Regions from separate parts of the Hordeum vulgare genome. Here region 2 is linked to region 1. Evidence: chromatin contacts called from public Hi-C data. All regions are on one chromosome and are shown on one strand. The core of a region is the stretch at or near the end of the contact, and the rest is flanking DNA. Distances in the headings are between cores, read along the strand shown. Region 1 holds the start of LOC123452140 (protein ROS1A-like). Region 2 holds the start of LOC123396022 (protein C2-DOMAIN ABA-RELATED 11).

The links. A called contact is a pair of places that touch in the nucleus more often than the background predicts.
Region 2: a Hi-C map of leaf shows a contact between it and region 1, with 6 times the contacts expected there. The contact joins the promoter of LOC123396022 here to the promoter of LOC123452140 in region 1. A contact is called at or near these places in 2 of 6 Hi-C or Micro-C datasets (leaf and seedling).

The regions. Positions count from the first base shown.
Region 1 is chr5H:364,102,871-364,106,249 of MorexV3_pseudomolecules_assembly, reverse strand. LOC123452140 (protein ROS1A-like) reads left to right here and starts at 1,362. Exons shown (of 18, transcript XM_045128734.1): 1 at 1,362-1,771; 2 at 2,556-3,379. The coding sequence starts at 2,694.
Region 2 is chr5H:364,616,096-364,619,568 of MorexV3_pseudomolecules_assembly, reverse strand. It overlaps LOC123396022 (protein C2-DOMAIN ABA-RELATED 11), which reads right to left and starts at 1,454. Exons shown (of 4, transcript XM_045091052.1): 1 at 1,324-1,454; 2 at 1,046-1,226; 3 at 1-12. The coding sequence starts at 1,177.

The sequences.
Region 1 (3,379 bases), core at 113-2,612:
TAGAAGCTTTATCATCTCACTTCAACGGTCAAGTAATCAATAACGAAGTCACCTTGAGAAGTGTGAAAATTAAATTTTAAATTTATGTTTGGTCGCCCGTTGAGAGGACAAAAGTAACATTTAGATATTATATTTGAAAGGAACGTGTCTCTGCAGTAACTAACACATTTGACCTGGTAGCTAGAGCGCGTGATTATTAATACACTTGACCTGTTAGCTCAAAAGGGATATCCGATCAGATGTGGATAGATAATCTCAAAAGTAGTGAACTTCTATGGGGAAACACAAACTTGCTAAAGAAACACATATGTGTTCCTTACTTAAAGACGTATGAGATCCTCTTCCTCATGGTTAATCATCGTCGTCATCCTCACAACACCATTCTCTTTCTCATAACCTAACACCATGCATACACAAATTAAGCACAACAAAACACAAAAAATTGGACAACCACCCGACCACATCATATGTCGATGTCTCCACTTGATTGATGATGATTTTGCCACTGCTAACCACCATTGACCGCATTGATCTCATAAATGCAACCATACACAACTCTAGTGGTAGATGCTCCTTGGCACCCCAAGTGAATAAGCGATGAAGTGTAGGAGGATGAAGGAGAGGGGAACACCAACAAAAAATGAAAAGGTCAAGAGAGGAGGGACAAAGGATATGACGAAGAGTTGGAGGGGGAGCAAAGGGTGATGTGTAGACATGGGATTGGGGGGGGGGAGTATCGTTGATTCGTTAAGAATGAAATATTAAAATGGATGATCCAATGATGTATTTAAATTGAATTTAGAGAAGTACATAGAAAATCAATTTATAAGATTGTATAAGAAACAATGATCAATCTTCAAATGTAAGATAACAAAGAATGCCGGGTTATATAATAAAAAAATTGTTAACAAAGGAACCATTTCACCGTTGGTCTAGCTTCGTCGTCACATCAACCTCTACTAATTAGAATCAATAGAAAACACTAAAAATTTAAACACCATATCATATGACATTCTTAATAAAATTCAAACTCATTTGGTACGATAAAGACGAAAGCTTTAACACCTAGTTTTCAACGGTCGAATAATCAGTAATGAAGTCGACCGTTAAGACGCGCGAAAAAATAATATTAAAATATTGCGTTTGAAAAGTACGCGTGTGCGCGGCAACTAGTACATCCGCCGATAGCGACACCTGATCATGTGTGGCTAAAGTAGGATGTTAAATGACTTTCACCATTTCCGGGTACGAAATCTCAAAAGTAACTCACTGCTACGGAAACACAGTCTTGCTGAAGAAGCACATGCGAGGTTCCTTATTTAAAAGCCGCAGCGGATCCTCTGTCCTCGTGGTCAATCACGCGGTGTCATCCTCACAACAATCTTCCCCCTTCACTGCTCTTCTCTCTCTCTCTCACAACCTAACACCATTTGTCCCCATTTCCCCAAAAACGAACAATCCAACACTCGACCGAGTCAGTGCTGCCTTCCCCCACTTGATTCGCTCGATTCTTCGCCCCGAAGACCCTCCCCTCACTCGATCCTACTCACCCCCTCTCCCCGCGCGAGCTCCCGATCCGCCTCGCCGGCGGGCCGGCCGTCCTCGCCGCCGCCGCCGCCGCCGCCGCCGCCTCCGCTGCCGACCTCGCTCGCTCGCGCCGCCCGTTCTCTGTGCTGAGGTCGTGGTTGCGCGGACGCAGCTAGGGTTGGAGGGGTCGTCACCCGGCGTGGCACCGGCGCCTCCCCCTCTCCCCTGGAGCTGCAAGTGGGAGGTATCGTCTCGGGCTTCCCAGATCTGACTTTGAGCGTTCCCCCCCAGGATTCTAGTACAAATCTGTGATTAATCAAGTGGAGGGCCTGTTTGTTTGTTAGGTGTTGGAATATCGATTTTGTTGGATCGAAACTTGTGGTTGATGGAATTAGAACTCGAGCTGAAAGTTTAACGTTGGTCAACCTGATTTGTAGCTCAGCATGTCAAAGTTTGTTTTTGATTGATCGCGTTTTATAGTTCACAGAGTTGAAATGTTGAATTTTCGGAGAGGACCATGGTCACAAACTGCAACGACAGAGTTCCACAGGGGGCGGTTGGGTGTGATGAGCGATCACGCAATGTACCTTTTTGGCTTGTTTAGATGGATTTGGAAAATGTTGCTTACATGGGTGTAAAGTGACTAGTGATTTAGCCATCCACGGGCAGTGGTGGGGGCACGTTAGGGCCAATGTTTTTTCTTGCGCCAGGATAGTTTATGTACGACAATGCTTTCGCAGGAAAGGATAAATGCGGATATTTGAGATAGTATGTGTGAAGGAACTTCACAGAAATGCTTATGATTACTCCAGTGCATAATTTATTTTGTTCTTTTTCATTTTGTTGTTTTGATACAAGTGTCTAAGGAGTTTCCATGCTGGCCACTGATAAAGTGATAATTGGCTCCTTGCTTTCAGTAATAGTGATATATTTTAGTTAAATACAATGTCTTGTTAGTGTATATATGACAGTTGCTTCACTGGCTGTTTGTAATGGAGGTTGATGCATCGTGCCTTGATATTTTGCAGCTGGAGAGTGGGAGACCAGATGGGGGGCCCTGCCTGATCAAATCCTGCTTTTCCTCACGAGTGACAAGAAAGTACGCAGCAACACATGGCACACGGGCTATTTGTGTATGCCAGGGAGATTAAGTAGACTGAGGAAATATGCAGGGTTTTGGACAATGGCTTCCTCAATCGCAGAGTGCAGCCGATCTTTATTTCTCAAGTATTATGTCATCTCAGTTGGACACTTCCATAGAGATGCAGACTAGAAATACTGAAGTTGCAGTGTTGGAGAATGAGTCTGCTCATTCGTTCGGCATTACAAATGCTGCTGGGCCAATTGAAGTCACCAGTAATGATGCTGGGACAATTATAGACAATGAAAATGTTGCTGAACCGACTGGAGGTATTGACTTGAACAAGACCCCACCACCGAAGGCTAAGAGGAAAAAGCACAGGCCAAAGGTCTTGAAACCATCAAAGCCTCCTAAGCCTGCAACTCCAAAGCCCTCCAAGGCAAAGGAAGAAAAACCATCTGGTAAAAGAAAGTATGTCCGTAAGAATACGCCAGCAGGCCAACCTCCCCCAGAACAGATTGCTGGGTCACATTGCAGAGCTAACCTGAAACCAGCTAAGCGGTCTTTGAATTTTGAGGGGGAAGTTCCACAAGAGAACACACATCCTGGATCCCAAGCTCAAGTGGTATCTTGTGATCCCAAGGAGTATCAATCATCCATGCCTTCTACCGGTCAAAGAAATGTCCAAAGTCAGTTGACATGCCATTTGGATTTTACCACCAGTTCAATGTACAGTTCAGCCAATCAGATGGCTGATACACAGCTATTGCC
Region 2 (3,473 bases), core at 205-2,704, 510 kb before region 1:
TGTCTTTGCGCTCTGCGGGTAAAAGATGTAAGAAATAACGAACGGTATTAGAGGTCCACCCATAAAGAAATGCACACTTGCTTGATAGATTTCACATGCATGTACCAAACCAAATCACTAGAGTAGGTCAAAGTGAGATATTCTTGTAACATTAATAGCACTATTGAGTGGCAACCGAGAGCTCTCAGTTTTTATATATAACCGGCAGCAGCACCTAGATAAAACCATTCAATTAGCCTCATGCAAGTTGAGAACTTTTCTTGTTTGCTGACATCATTGAGTATTCAGTGTCAGGAGTTTAGGGTTTTCTCATCATAATCTCACACTCTTGCTTTTGAAGCACACTTTTTCCTAGAAAATTAGAAATGCGGGCATGTGGTCAAAACGAATGAATTTGGTAAAAGGAAAAAAACGCTTTGGAGAAAAAGGGAGAAAACAAGTGAGCATTGGCATTGATAAAGGATGAAGAAAATTCGGTCCAATCAAAGGTGGCACCCACGAAGACAGACAAACATGCGCGTGAATGTCGTCATTATCACATGATTAACAAATGCGCGAGTGGATTTGGCAACGTACGATGTCTGAAAAACCACCGAAAGTTGAATGGGCTGATAAAAAAGAAGGGGACTTAAGTCGTAAACCCCATTATTGACCATAGTACTTTTGACAAAATGTTTCACTTTAGGCGGGCAGTTGGATTTAAGAATTAATAAGATTGATAAAACGCCATATATTATGGTACAGAGGTACTACTAGACAGTGAAATTATTATGCCTAGGAAAGGCTTAACACAAGGGTGCAGGGTGAAGTAAGACATGCCGACAGAGAAGCCAACCAGAACAATGTTCAACTTCAACGTTGGACCCAAGGGAAAACACGTGCTTGGACTATCTATCTATCTATCTATCTGTAGAAGAGGTGAATCAGGCAAGGAAACATAAGGCACTACTAGAAAGAATCCATCTACTCTATCTATCTATTGTTGGGTAGGTGCTGAACCCAAGTCAAGCAACAGATAGGGCGTAGGATGCAAGAGCGGATGGACCTTGTCTGCGAGGCGGACGACGACGTAGGGGTCGCTGGAGGTGAAGTCCCTGATGGCGAGGTTGGTCCCCTGCGCCACCATCACCTTGAGCACGCCGAGCCTCGCCCCCCTCCCCTCGGCCCCGTCTTCCATCCTCTGATGGACGGATCTTGTATGTATGTAGCTCCTCCTCGCCCCCTCCCTGAATGGCAACCAAACTCAGCAGTTAGTTTCACTTTCACATGTACAAGAACCGCGGAAGGATCGGCCGATTGTTTCCGCGGAGAGAGGAAGCTTGCCTTGGTTCAAGAGTATGTATGCTGGGCTCTTGTGCGGCGGTGCTCTGCTTGTGCTTGCTGCTGCCTTGCTGGTGGAGTGGTGAGGGGAGGGGGTGGGTGATGCGTTTGTTTGTTTGCTCGTTCCTGTGGGAGAAGACGAGAAGGGGATTTATGGCAGAGCTGGCGGTGGAGCCCGCGAGCGCGAGCGAGCGGAGCTGTCCGGCGCGGAATGGACGGGCGGGGTATGATGAGTAGACTCGGTCGGTCTCCTGTCTGTATCACGATTCACGGACCGGACGTGCCTGGTGGGCGGGCGGGCTCCTCCTTGTGTTTTGTTGCCCACGCCCAGCGCCAGCCAGCGGTGCGGTCAAATCCCGGACCCAGTCAGTCGGGAACAAATGGATGGCGTCCACACGCTCTCGGCTCGGTCTTCAGGCTCATGCAGCGTTGCTAGCCCGACCAGACTGTTTTGTCTTTGTATATACCTAAACGCTTGTATATATACGTTACGTGTACTATGCCATTTGATCTAGCTCGGTCACATCATCACATGTACTTAAGGGCGACTGTGTGCGCGCAAGAAATAAGGCAGTTGGTTCGTGTAATTGCGTCCCGAGTGCCGGACATTGTAAATATGACCCCTTAAACGATCATTGCGTGCACGGTCACTGAATGGACGTGTTTCCTATTTGTTCGTCCACACAACCACACTCCTCATTTTCTTTTTCATATGTCCGATCACTTGTACATGATAGGTGCAAAAGAAGAATAAAAAAGAAAAGAATGAATAAAGAAAATAAAATGGGGTCCGGGTTGGGGTCACGTCCTATGTGGCGGTCTAACCGACGCGCCCAGGCATATAGCAACGATATGAGGGGTCCGGTTGGCTCACTTTTTTCCTTCTCTCTCGTGTCCGGTCACTCGCAGAACGCGTCCGCGGGCGTATGAGGGCTCATTTGAGGGGTCCGGTTGTCATGCTCTAAGACCATCTACAGCCGTAACTTGGAAATCCGACCCCACAAATGTTCGTGGATGCGTCGGGCATGTCCACGGACACTGACCGGTCACGTCTTAAAGAATGCATTCTACAACCGGACATCTCATATCTCCTATCTCAAACATTATTCGGCTGCTCCATCACTACTGAAATGTCATCGGACTAACAAAATTTGGCATGTACTATGGTGGACATCAGCCACGTCCGTCCTTTCCTTTTCCGAAGCCCTTGTCGTCCTACTTGTGGAAGTACCGGTCGAAGAAGCAGTAGGCATCGAGCCGGATCTTCTCGTCACTGGAGGTGTCCTCGCCGTCGCACACCTCGTCCACCTCCTTCTATGGTAGTCCGGCCATTTAACAGATTGCCCGATTATGCTTGCGTGCAAGAGCGCGCGTGTTCCTCCGCTGTCGTTTCTTCAAAATGCGGGTGCGGATGACTTCCTCCTGTGCGGCCGCCTGCACCGCTGCATGAGCCGCCTCCGCCTTCGTAATTTCCTCCACGAGACATGCCTCAACAACCCTTATCCTCTCCTTCCCACGGCGGACAGCCCGTTCCCGATGGGACTCGAAGGTCGCCGGACCGGTCGATGGATCCGCACACTGGGAACATGATGATCCCGCCCCAAAGGAACCGAGCATCCGTTCAACGGACGCTATGGAGTCACGGCGGACAGATCCTGCCATCGACCGGGCTTGTCCTCGCGGGAGCGGCAGAGTGCAATGCGAACCGCCATTGCCTCCTCCACTCCGTAGGGGATGACCCCCCAGTTGATGGATCCAGATTGGTCGGAGTCAGATCTATTGCCCTCCATGTCGAGGAGGGACGGATATGTTGGGGAGCGTTGCATGGGAAACAAAAAATTTCCTACGCACATGAAGACCTATCATGGTGATGTCCATCTACGAGAGGAGATTTCGATCTACGTATCCTTGTAGATTGCACAACAGGAAGCGTTAGGAAACGCGGTTGATGTAGTGGAACGTCTTCACGTCCCTCGAACCGTCCCACGAACCGTCTCGCGATCCGTTCCGATCTAGTGCCGAACGGACGGCACCTCCGCGTTCAGCACACGTACAGCTCGACGATGACCTCGACCTTCTTGATCCAGCAAGCAAGACGGAGAAGTAGATGAGTTCTCTGGCAGCGTGCCGATGCTCCGGTAGTGGTGATGATC